Linked DNA regions of Macaca mulatta: regions 1, 2 and 4 are each linked to region 3. Evidence: chromatin contacts called from public Hi-C data. All regions are on one chromosome and are shown on one strand. The core of a region is the stretch at or near the end of the contact, and the rest is flanking DNA. Distances in the headings are between cores, read along the strand shown.

Region 1 (2,700 bases), core at 45-2,544, 310 kb after region 3:
TTGAACTGCGACTCTACTCCTCATCCGTGTGGCAGGCCTGTCATTCCTCCTCCAGTCGGGCCTGTCTAACCAGACCAGCACTCAGGTCACTCTGCGCATGAGTGGGGAGGGATTCCTGCCTATCCAGTGACCCTGCTCAGTGGGTAGATGTCACCTCTGTCCCTGGAGCACCCGAAGCACCCAGGGGCCCCCACCTACCTGTTTCACTTCTCCAGGGCCTCCACGAAAGGCCACCTCCCCCACCTCAGGCGTGATTCCAGTTTGCCAAGGAACACTTATCTCAGGATGTTTTTGGCACCTTCTGGGCCACAAAGGTGCTCCCTGTAAGAGAACAAACCACACCAGGTTGCCTTTTGACACATCTATTTCAGGGTCAGTTGGCATCTTATGTTCCCCCTAAAAAACTGAACAATCTTTTTTCTCTCATCCAGTAAGAAAAGTCTTCTTTTTATTTTTCACATGGGTTTATGCACCCCCCTCATCTTTTCAGAAGGAGGCTCAATGCAAGTATCTGTGTTATAAACTAGCTTCCGACACTGGCCCTGCCCTTGAGTGGACTTAGCCTTCCTAAGACGGGGCTCCTTTTCTCCTGGGCATGTGCTCGGTTGCTGGAGAGAAAGGCCTATTGTTCTTGATGTGCCCAGTACACTCTGCCAGGCAACACGCTGGGTGTTCCTCCCAGGAGGTAGAAAACCACCTCCCCAAGATCGGATCATTTTATACCTTGTGTTTTGTTTGGTTTTGTTTCCGGCCTTTCCTTCTTTGCTGTACCTCCTTCCCGAGCGCTCAGAGCCCATACAGCACTTATTTCTTTCTGTTCCCTTTGCACAGAGAATTGCCTTTTGTATGCCTTTGATGTGATTGCTCAGCTTCCAAGGGAGGGGAATGAGTGTCTCGTCTCTCCCACCTAGAGGCTCGTGCTGCCTGTGGTCAGAAAGAGAGCGAACAAAGGCGTGCTTGGCCCTGAGGGAGGCTGGGGTTGGGCCCAGGCGTGGAATGTAGGGTCTCTTCTACCCCGAGGCGGGAAGTCGAGCAGTGCTTTGGGGTCTGCGGGGCTCTCCAGCGATGACTTGGGGTGCTCATGAAAGGGCTGAGCTGGGCAACAATATGAGGAGAGGTTTTGCCTCTTGGTCCCTGTCCCATCTGCTTAGAGTATCCGGGTTGTCTGGGGCTCCGAGGGAGGAGCACTACAGCAGGAGCCAGGAGTTCGCCTGCCTCTGCCACCGTGTGACCCCGCATGACACTGACCCTCCCAGGGGGAGCCTCCCTTTCCTGGCCCTTGAGTGGGGCAATAACTCCTGCCCCACCCGCTGGCTTTCTGGGTCTCATGTGGTGAGGAGCAAACACGACACTCTCTGAGGAAACGCCGTAAGAAGCAAGAGCCCTTTGTGAGTCAGAGGTGGTGGCTCTTGCTGGCTTTCCCACTGTTTACCAACCGCCCCCAACCCAATTTCCCGTGAGCATCTAGTGACCTCATGCTACCCCCTTGTGGCCAAAATGCGACTCCTCATTCATTGCTGTGAAATTACATTGCTATTAAAATCGTAAGAAAAAATAATGAAAGTAATTTAATAATAATGAATATATAGTAATTAACCCAGACCAGAATGCTTTACTTTTCATCAATAAAGCCATAAAATATAATTTTTAATACCTTTTGGTGTAGGAAATGGCGCATGAAGAAAAAAGTGCTTAATGTGGGCCCAGACCCAAGGTGAGCGTGGGGCTGAGGGTGCCCTTCCCCGCCGCTACCCAGCTGCTGGCGGTGCCAGGGAGGCCTGCCCGAGGCCAGACGGTGGCCACTTGCCGAGGCACCCCTGAAAGGGCCTATATGTCCCCAAGATGAGGGGGCCAGGATGAGGGACAGGTGAGAAAGCACTTGGCCGCTCTTCCTCAGCTCTTTAAGATCTTTTCAGGTCCTTCAGGATTACAAAACACTTTAATGACGATCTTTTTGTTTACTGAGATAGAACCGGTTGTCTGGAGGGAAATTAGAGCTCCTACATATTGAAAAATAAGTGACCAATAACTGCCTTGTTTCCTCGTTACAATCTCCTTCCTCAGACACAACCTCACTGACCACTCACCACAGCCCTGAAGCAGAACTGTCCTCATTTTCAGACGAGGAACTAAGAGGAACCTGGAGTCTGAGAGATCATATGCTGGTCAGATGGAGCAACAGCTCGAACCCAGGGATTCTGATTTCAAACCCCTCACTTTTTTCTTTTCTTTTTTTTGGGGGAGGATTTGGGGGGACAGGGTCTCTCACTCTGTCACCCAGGCTGGAATACAGTGGTGTGAGCACAGGTCACTGCAGCCTCACACTTCTGGGCTCAAGCAATCCTACCACCTCAGCCTCCAGAGTAGCTGGGACCGCAGGCATGCACCACCACACCCAGCTAATTTTTGTATTTTTAGTACAGACGGGGTTTCACTATGTTGCCCAGGTTGGGGTCGAATTCCTGAGCTCAATCAATCTGCCTGCTTTGGCCTCCCAAAGTTCTGGGATTACAGGCATGAGCCACTATACCTGGCTCCCCTCACTCCTTTTACTATGTCAAGGGCTTGGAGTTACTGGGTGAATCCCAGCCCTGCAAAATGAGAACAGTCTATATGGAGAGGAGGAAATGCTGCAAAAAATGTACCAAGACTTTTCCTTCCACACCTGTGGAATAAATCTAGTCAACAGTCATCCTCTAG
Region 2 (2,934 bases), core at 402-2,901, 260 kb after region 3:
AATGTCATATGCTTTGAAGATGCACTAGTATTTCAACAGGCTAAACATTTTCCAGAACAAAATCTTTACCAAAGCTGCTAACAAGCAGTCAGATAGACTACCCTGTGAGCGTTCTCCTCCAACAATGAGCCGGCAGACAGGTCAGCAGCCGGACACAGAAAAAGGAGAAGGATCCTAAATAAACACAGTTTAATCAACCGTGAAGAAACCTAACAGTTGACGGAAAGTGCTTTGTTAATGGGAGAAGCAAGGCCCCTGCCCTCAGAGAAAGGCAAGGAAGGTTGAAGGTCACTTCAGCTGACCAGAGGCTGCCATGGCGGCAGCGACATTCCCTGGTGGGAATCTCAACGGAAGACACAAATGCAGACGAGAAGGAAGGGAGAGGAGAAGCCGACAGGTGGACCTTTCCCAAGGACGTGGCAAGCAAATGATCCCTAGAAAGAAGATGAAAATTTAGGTCAATAAGAAGGAAAGACACTGTTTTTAGAACCACTATGATGACTTCAGAGTTGGTTCTCCTTCAGGCTTTTGTCCATCGAGTCTGTTGTGTCTGATTCCAGACTCCTCAGGATATTTGAAAAAAACCAATTTATTTGAATTACATCAATGTCCTTTACTTGCATCTAAAAAATCAAGGTCAAGCTATGCTGATATGTGAAAGAGAATTGAGATGAATGAGGGCTGACTCCCAGTCTCTGCCCCTGTAATTACTTTCTTTGTAAGCCTAAATACCCAATCAGATGGATGCCTTCTCAACACATTTTTTTCATATTTATGAAATACCTTTGAACAATACAATCTGGAAACTCTGGCAATATCTGTGACCAAATATATCCAAGCCTGTTTATGTTTTTAATTGAAGATCAAACAATTTTAGATGAGCGAATCTATGGTATCATAGAAACTGCATATTTTTAGGTAATTCTTGAGAGTATTTTGCAAACTATTAAAGTAACTTGATATCATGCTATATCTTTAAAAGATACTTCTCAGCTGTGAATACTATTGGAATGAAATCAGGGGTAGCATTCAAAAAAGTCTGCAGCATGGAAAGGTTTGCATATGAATTCTGATTCCATTAGAAAACCATTTCTTTTAGGACTGTTTTATCATTCTCTATTGGTTCATGTAATATGATCGGTTTGTTCTTATTCTAATTAAAGATTCAATTTATTAAAGAGTCTTTAACTTCACTAAGGCAAAGTTTAAAAAGCTTCTAATCAGATATTCTTGGTAGGCAGGAGAACTATAACCTTCAAACTCTCTGATGTCGTATGAAGCAGCTCTCATCTCGACACAAAGATTTTCACTTCTGTGATCTGGCCTGGTAAAACATTTATTCCTTTATGCTCAGTCCTAGTTTGTTTTAGATCCGGGCCTCTGGGCCCATTAATTTGTATAGGAGGACAGGTGTGCTGTTTTTCTTCAATCCTTGAGGATATTAGGAAAAACTTTAACGAATAACGGGATCCCATCACCTGACGTTTCTTTGGGGAAAATGACTTTTGAAGGCATGTAGGGATTATCAAGGAAATAATTTTCCTTGTAAATTACATGTTTGTACATAAGAGGAGTGTTGAGCAGGATATCAAGAGGCAGCGGTCACTCATGTCACTATATTCAAAGTTAGTTAAACACGGAAACCAACTCACATTTCCCCAATTTAGCATTTCATTTTAAAAAGTTGCTGAATTCAGGTACATCTCGATTGCTCAGGGTAATAAAGGAGACATTAGGCGTGGATAACAAGACCACAAATGGTGAGTAAAGTAAGACACCAGGGATCATTTCTTTCCTGTTTATTAACATTCACTCCAGGCTGTATACTTTGGTTACCATGGTCACGTGGTGTCTGATGTCACAGGCCAAACCATATAAAATCACAGAGGCCACAACAGGCAGGAGGAGCGGCCTGGCCTTTTCTGAGTCAGGCAGCCCAGCCTGTGGGATGCCAGGCTGGGTGTGCTGGGCCTGACCAGCCGCCCGCTTTCCTCTTCTCCTGCCTCTGCCTGCCCCCTGGTGGACAGTTTGGGTAAAGCAAGGGAGTGCGCCTTTGGGGTCTCAGTGGGGCTGAAATAGGACTCCTCCCCCTAAGACAGCCTGCCTCCCCCAGCCTTGTTCTCCAGCAAAGTCAATTTCCTGGAGAATCGAGGCTCTGCCTCAGATGTTCAGAGCCTCCTTAGGATAAACACCTCCATTCCAATTCCTGGGGCCTTGATCAACCTGTGCCTCCCTTGATCCCCAACTTGAGGGCACCTTCCCTTGAGCAGTGCCCTCATGAGGTACACCTTTTCCAGGAAACAAAAATCATTCCTTCTTTGGGTCCTGCAGGCTGTAAAGAACCAATACAGTACTGTGCTATAGAACATGTTGCCACTGCAGAAGCCCCTTGTGTTTCCAAGAGTACATGTCTATAGCCATTCGCTTATTCATCAGAAAACAACTAGAAGCCAGGCCCTGTGCTGGGCCCTGGAGACATGGAAGAAACCGGGCTGAGGCTCCCGCCTTGAAGAGCTCGTGGCCCAGGGAAGGGACAGTTCATCTGTCATTGATTGCCACGTGACAGTGTCTATGATGCTAAAAAGATGTCAGTGCTGTGCTGCAGGAGCAAAGGCCATGGAGGAAGAGGCTTTGAGTTTGTTGCGAGTTCTTGCCAGAGCGAGGCAAAGCCAGTCACTGCTTCGTTCAGATGACTCAGGTAAATAAATGAGGCCGCACAGGCTGTCCTGACACCACACACCTCTAGAATACCCTGGCTGTGCTGGGAGCTATTGGTGTCAGCTGAGTATTTTCATCCCTGTCCAAGTCACAATGATCTGACTGTACCAGCCTGTGTGGATGTTGCTAAGAGGAGGCAGACAGCACCATGAGCTCCCTTAGATGACGATCGGCATGATGTTCCTGCTGTGGCAGCACTCAGCTCTTGCCAATGTT
Region 3 (2,820 bases), core at 232-2,731:
ACAGTGCAGGTCTAAGGGAAATTTACAGTGGAAATTGGTCACAAAGGCAATATGCAGATAAACAAACACAGATGAAATTAAACCACAGAGTGAACTGCGCCTTTGAACTGGATTTTCTCCCATCCTTAAAGCGTTGCTTTTCCTTATCCTATACACAAAGTACTCAATAAATAAAACTAGCCTCAGAACAGAGTGATCTTGCATCAGGCGTGCGAATTTCTGTCCCAGATAGGTACCGGTTTTGGTGCCCTATATCTAAACTTCCATTATTACAAAATGACAGCAGTCTTACCTTCACTATCCCTCAGATAAATATGATGAGGATGAATAGCTCTGAAAGTTATTTGGGCTTCTCATAAGCATGCTGTACTTGACCACTTGGTTGACTGTCCTCCAGGCCTCTTAATCCTTTCCTCTTTGAGGGAGTGGAAACAGAAAATCAAGGGTAGGCACTGGGGCAAAAATATCAGTCAGGTTGCGCGTACAAGATACATCTGCTAGACTTTTTAGTGCCAAGGAACAAGGCACTGCAGTGTTCAGTACTTCCTGGTGTCATTAATCAATAGTTATGAGTAAGCAGTTTGGTGTACTGCTACTGCTGTGCGTCATTTAATCATTTATCTAAATCTATAGGTTCAATTAATTTTCTTTGTATTTACTTAACCTTATTTTATTCAATAGCAAACCAGTCTTTCTGCCTGCTAGAGAGCCATGATATTTTCTCTGGTTCTTGGAAGAACTGTACTTGGACCTTATATAATCCTCAGAAAGGCAAGATCTGGACTACGAATGAGTCACCTGCTAATTATACCAATGGCTGCTCCTTCCTTGACCAGTCACAGAGTATTACCCTATCTCGGTATGCTGCTCTGCTTGTCGCGTAGTAGGTCAATAAATATTTGTTTTGTGAATGAATGTATGAATAAAGGGAAGTTTGTCACGTGTAAGGGTGGGTAGCCTGCGATAAATAAAGTGTAGACTAGGAGGTCTCAAAATACTTTTTGAACTAAGCCCTTAATCTTCACTACTTTGGAGTAGAATGGAAATGTCACCAACGCCTTCCCAATTAATTTGCCCTTGCTGTAATGACTGAAACTAGAACTTCCCTTTACACCCATGACCTCTACAGGCATCTCTTTCCTCCGCTCAAGAACAGTAACTGCTCACTGCTATGTCAGCCACATAGCCCCAGAGCCGGGGTGAGAGGTAGGGCTATAGGCTCCTGACTCCCGGCAGTGCCTCTCTCCAAACCCCCACGACGGTGGGATAGCTCCCTCCATCTCAGCAGCCGCTACCAAGCACCCGACCCACTCTCGCCCGCCTCATCCCTCGATCCCCTTCCCTCCTTCTCACAACACTCCGCGTAAAACTAGCCCAGCCTTCCCAGCCCCACCACCAGTTTTCCCACTTCCGCCCGGCGCGTGAGGCCCTGGGCGGTGCAGGGGAGCGCTGACGACAGACGTGGGCCGTGACGTCGCTGCGCCCTGACGTCAAGCCGACGGGCGGCGCGGTCGCCCGGGAGACCAGGAAAGCCGTTTCACACCTGTCGTAGTCGAAGTCGAGGTGAGGGACAATGGCTTTCCTCAGCCTGGGATGACGCGGTCCACCGGAATGCAGTTCCGGAGTGGAGGCGTGCTCGTACCCGGGGAGAGGACCAGAAAGCTGAGCCGCGGTGCCCCAGCGAGGGCACGAGGTCCCGGGCCTGGACTCCGCCGCCACACTGTTCTGCGGCCCCTTCCTGCTGTCTTCCAGCCCGCGGGTCCCAGGCGCGGTGCGCCTTCCTCCCAGCCCCAGGGAACGCGCGGCTCTGCTTCCTCACCCCCGCACCTTCCTCCTCCTCCTCTTCCGGCCACGGCAGGTCCAGGGGGAACGGGGTTAGAAAGGGACAGATTTGAAAGCCGTTGCAGCAGTTTTGTCTGGCCTTGCGGTTGGTTTCTGTGCGGAAGATCCCGCCGCTTCAGGGAAGTCTTAGGACGTGAACTCCCGCCTTCACCTGCCCCTGACCTGCTCGTAGTGGTGTGATTCACGCCAAGACAATGGTTCTTTACGTAAGGGCTTGAAAGCTGAACGTGAGTTAATGGCCTAACGTGACACTGGTGTGAGAAACGGAATTGGAAATGAACAAGGACGTGTCTGCATTTTAAAAAATGTCTTTTCGGTGATCTTGTTAGAGAGGAGGTTCACAAACACTCACGTAGCTGCAGCCACTTATCACTGCACCTCTTGCCAAAGTGCAGTCCACACACGTGCAATGAGAAAAATTAAAGGGACTTGTTTGATAACACACGCAAAACTATGTAAGACTAAATTTTAAAAATTTACAAATTTTCCCTGTTGCCAAAAGGGAAAGAGACCCTTCTTCTTTCTCGAGAAACTTAGTATTTGTGAATTCTTCCTCAATTTAATATGTATGAAAATCTTTTTTAAAACCTAGGAATGCTTTTCTTGAGGACCTGGAAGCCATTTCTTTTAAAATGTAAACATCAAGGAAGATAGGGCCCCAATCTCCTTGTCGCTTTGGGAGTTTAACCTACCTGCGTTATTCCTAATTGTAAACACCTGCTTTGTTATAGCGCTATGCATTCCTTAGGAGGAAAGCCGTTAGCTAACACAGGTGGTTACCCCAATTACCAGATGAATTAAAGAAGAAATATAAAAGAATGTATAGAACACTATGTTAAGCCCTCTTCCATGAGGACACGTTACCAATTTCCTTGAGAATGTGTGTGACGGATTATATCTCCTTGACTGTAGTAAGAAGAGTGGGATTTCCTTCTCTCTTTGTAACCTCATTAGCAGATTAGCTGTGATGTACATCAA
Region 4 (2,700 bases), core at 132-2,631, 260 kb before region 3:
AAGGGGGAAAGTACAAAAAGAAACAAAACATTACAACCCCATAACAAAAGCCTGCGAAATTATTTAAAGCTAAGCCTGGTAAAATACCAGGTTATTAGTTATGCAATCAATACAGTATCTGAGGATCTTCAGAAGTGAGATAACCAGTTAACAGTATAGTCTCAAGCCTTCCAGTTCAGAACATTTGAAAAACATCACCTTCCTATTACTAGTTCAGATGAGATTTCTGCTTCTAAAATGAGAACAAACTCTGGCTCAACGTAATCACAAGTCAGACTTCGAATTTCATTCATCAGGGTACTAGCATGCTAAATACAGGCCATTCCAAAATGCCACGTGCAGTCCCAAACCATAGTTTCCTTGCTGACGTGGCTGTTATCAGAAATCCAAGCAGTGCTGTCAAATGAGTGAGCCATAATATGGCTTCACATCACGTTTATTGCACGCTGGGTTGTATAAGGACAAAAGAGAAAAATACATTTGGTTTTAAATGCCCCAACAACAGTGCAGCAAAAGACAAGAGTTCTGGAACCTTGAGCTCTACTAAAAACAACATTGTGCAAGTCTGCACTTTCCCAACCCAGTGAGAATTCTAGAATTGGTACAGTGGGATTATTTAAAAAGTCTAAACAAGGTAGATCCCCAACCCCTGGCACTTCAATTTCTCTCTTTCTGCAAAAACCAGGAAAATTATGCAGTGGTGTAAAGTAGCTCACGTAAAGATGCACTTCTAATTCAGTGGGTTACTTCATGGGTCTCTCACCTAATTAATTTATACAAAATAAGTAATAACGTAAGTTTAAAATTTCGTAACGGCAAGCAACAGTTGTATGGAAAAGAGCAGCAGGCAGTATGCTTGAGTGTGTTTAAATACAGATTCGGGGCCGCCACCCCAGAACTAGTTAACCACCTTCTCCGGGGGTAGAGCTCGGGAACGTGCGTACTTTTAACAAGTGACCTCCCGGAGTGCTTTAACAGGAGAATCCCAGGCGACAACGCCGTGCCAAAAGAAGAGGCTCTGTGCCTCCCCGAGCTCAGGGGACCTGGAGAGATCGCAGACCCCCGGCCGGCACCCGCGCCTGGCCTGCTCGCTGGGTCCTGCCACGTCCCCGCCCAGCCCGACCCGCCCGCGGCCTCCCAAACCAGCCTCGCTCCCAGCACTCACAGATGGGGATGGCGGACACGATGAACGCGTTCCCGAAGAAGAGCGCGGAGGACTTGGCCGAGAGATTGCGGCTGAAATCCTGCAGGAGCAGGTCCTCCTCGGACTGCTGTTTGGAGCTGCCTTTGGGAGCCATGGCGGAGCAGGAGGCGAGAACTTGGAAGGTAGAGCCGGCCGCCAAGGCGGGCAAAGGCCCCTGACTCCGCCCCTGCGGCCGCCGTATCCGCTAACGACCCGTCAGCGCGGCGCGCGGAGGCGGGACCCGGCTTGGCGGAGAGCAAGCTTCCCCAGGAATGGCCAACCTGGCGCCGCTAGCTAGGATTCCGGGCGTGATTGGGCGAGCGGACCAGACTTCCGGATTCCTGGAAAGCCACGTGACCCGTCCACCTCGAGGAGAGAGAAGGGATTTGTAGTTTAGTGGGTGCTTTAAAAAAAAATTGACAAAACTTTATTTATATTCCACTTCAGAGCTGATGACAGGGTCATGAGTTCTCAGTTCTTCAGAATTCCAAAATTAAAAGCTCTTCTGGCCCCACGCCATTAGTGCCCTCTGTACGTACCCAGGACTGAGTACATTGAAGGAGAAAGAAGAGAAAGGTATAGCTAACTCATGTAAAATCCCTTCTCCTTTACACATCCTTTATTTCACCAAATACCTTGAAGAATCTTATGACGTGCGCGTCATTACCGCCACTGAAGATGAAGAGCCTGAGGGTGGTAGATCTGCGGTGTGGCTCTCCAAGGTGTGGGCTCTTTTCACTAAACAGTAGGCCACCTCTGTAGGAAGAAAATGGGACTCTTGTTTTTGAGAAACTCATGATCTTACTGATGAAGGTAATATTTAATATATGTCTGATACACTTACAAGTTACTTACTATTTTATTTCAAATAAACGTATAGAGTTTTGTGGCTTCCAAAGCCATGCTAAATAAAACATAATACTAAGAACAGGTTGGCTAGGCAGGACTCCTTCTCTGAAGCTCAGAAAGATTTAAGTATGCCTATTAAAACAGCTGGATTCCATTTTTAACTCAACACATTATCTTTTATTCAAAAAAAAAAAAAAAATTCCACCACATCACTCCCAGCAAATGCTGCTTTTCATTACTGAGAACACGCCAGTGCATTAGGCACAACTTCCTCAACCTCCAGCCTCCTTATCAACAGTTTTGTAGATACCTTTCTTCCTCACAGTATTCAAATTGTAATCTACCTCCACAGCTTCCTATTACTAGTCCTAATTGAGCTTTTGTCTTCAATATTTTCCAATCTATTCTCTATACAGGTACCAGAGTGAGTTTTCCTGAAATATAAATCCTTCCATTATCTACTGCAAGTATTCCTTAATGCCAGAAATTTTCATTAATTCACCACAAAATGAAAAAGAAAACAGACCATCTATTGAATTTTTCAGAAAATCAAAAGTATTCATTTTAAAATATCTGGGTTTATGTCTTTTTTGATGTTAAAAATGCTCCTTATTACATGGTAGTGATAGAAAAAGAAAGTATTATTTTTCTCTTACAACATACTCCTC

What was found. A called contact is a pair of places that touch in the nucleus more often than the background predicts.
Region 1: a Hi-C map of fibroblasts shows a contact between it and region 3, with 2.5 times the contacts expected there. The contact joins the enhancer-like site here to the promoter of LEKR1 in region 3. A contact is called at or near these places in 4 of 14 Hi-C or Micro-C datasets (blood, fetal cortical plate, fibroblasts and 1 more).
Region 2: a Hi-C map of spermatogonia shows a contact between it and region 3, with 2.6 times the contacts expected there. The contact joins the enhancer-like site here to the promoter of LEKR1 in region 3. A contact is called at or near these places in 6 of 14 Hi-C or Micro-C datasets (CD4 T cells, fetal cortex germinal zone, fetal cortical plate and 3 more).
Region 4: a Hi-C map of fetal cortex germinal zone shows a contact between it and region 3, with 2.2 times the contacts expected there. The contact joins the promoter of SSR3 here to the promoter of LEKR1 in region 3. A contact is called at or near these places in 2 of 14 Hi-C or Micro-C datasets (fetal cortex germinal zone and fetal cortical plate).

What each region holds. Positions count from the first base shown.
Region 1 is chr2:60,313,642-60,316,341 of T2T-MMU8v2.0, forward strand. It overlaps CCNL1 (cyclin L1), which reads right to left. Exons shown (of 13, transcript XR_013414533.1): 13 at 1-321. Among named protein-coding and RNA genes, the nearest start is that of CCNL1, 29 kb to the right of the region's middle. Within about 2 kb of position 1,295, at least 10 of the 40 cell types and tissues checked have an H3K27ac peak or open chromatin away from gene starts, as enhancers often do.
Region 2 is chr2:60,263,495-60,266,428 of T2T-MMU8v2.0, forward strand. No RefSeq gene overlaps it. Among named protein-coding and RNA genes, the nearest start is that of CCNL1, 79 kb to the right of the region's middle. Within about 2 kb of position 1,652, at least 17 of the 40 cell types and tissues checked have an H3K27ac peak or open chromatin away from gene starts, as enhancers often do.
Region 3 is chr2:60,002,181-60,005,000 of T2T-MMU8v2.0, forward strand. LEKR1 (leucine, glutamate and lysine rich 1) reads left to right here and starts at 1,482. Exons shown (of 13, transcript XM_015131868.3): 1 at 1,482-1,563.
Region 4 is chr2:59,737,350-59,740,049 of T2T-MMU8v2.0, forward strand. SSR3 (signal sequence receptor subunit 3) reads right to left here and starts at 1,382. Exons shown (of 5, transcript NM_001266544.1): 1 at 1,166-1,382. The coding sequence starts at 1,298.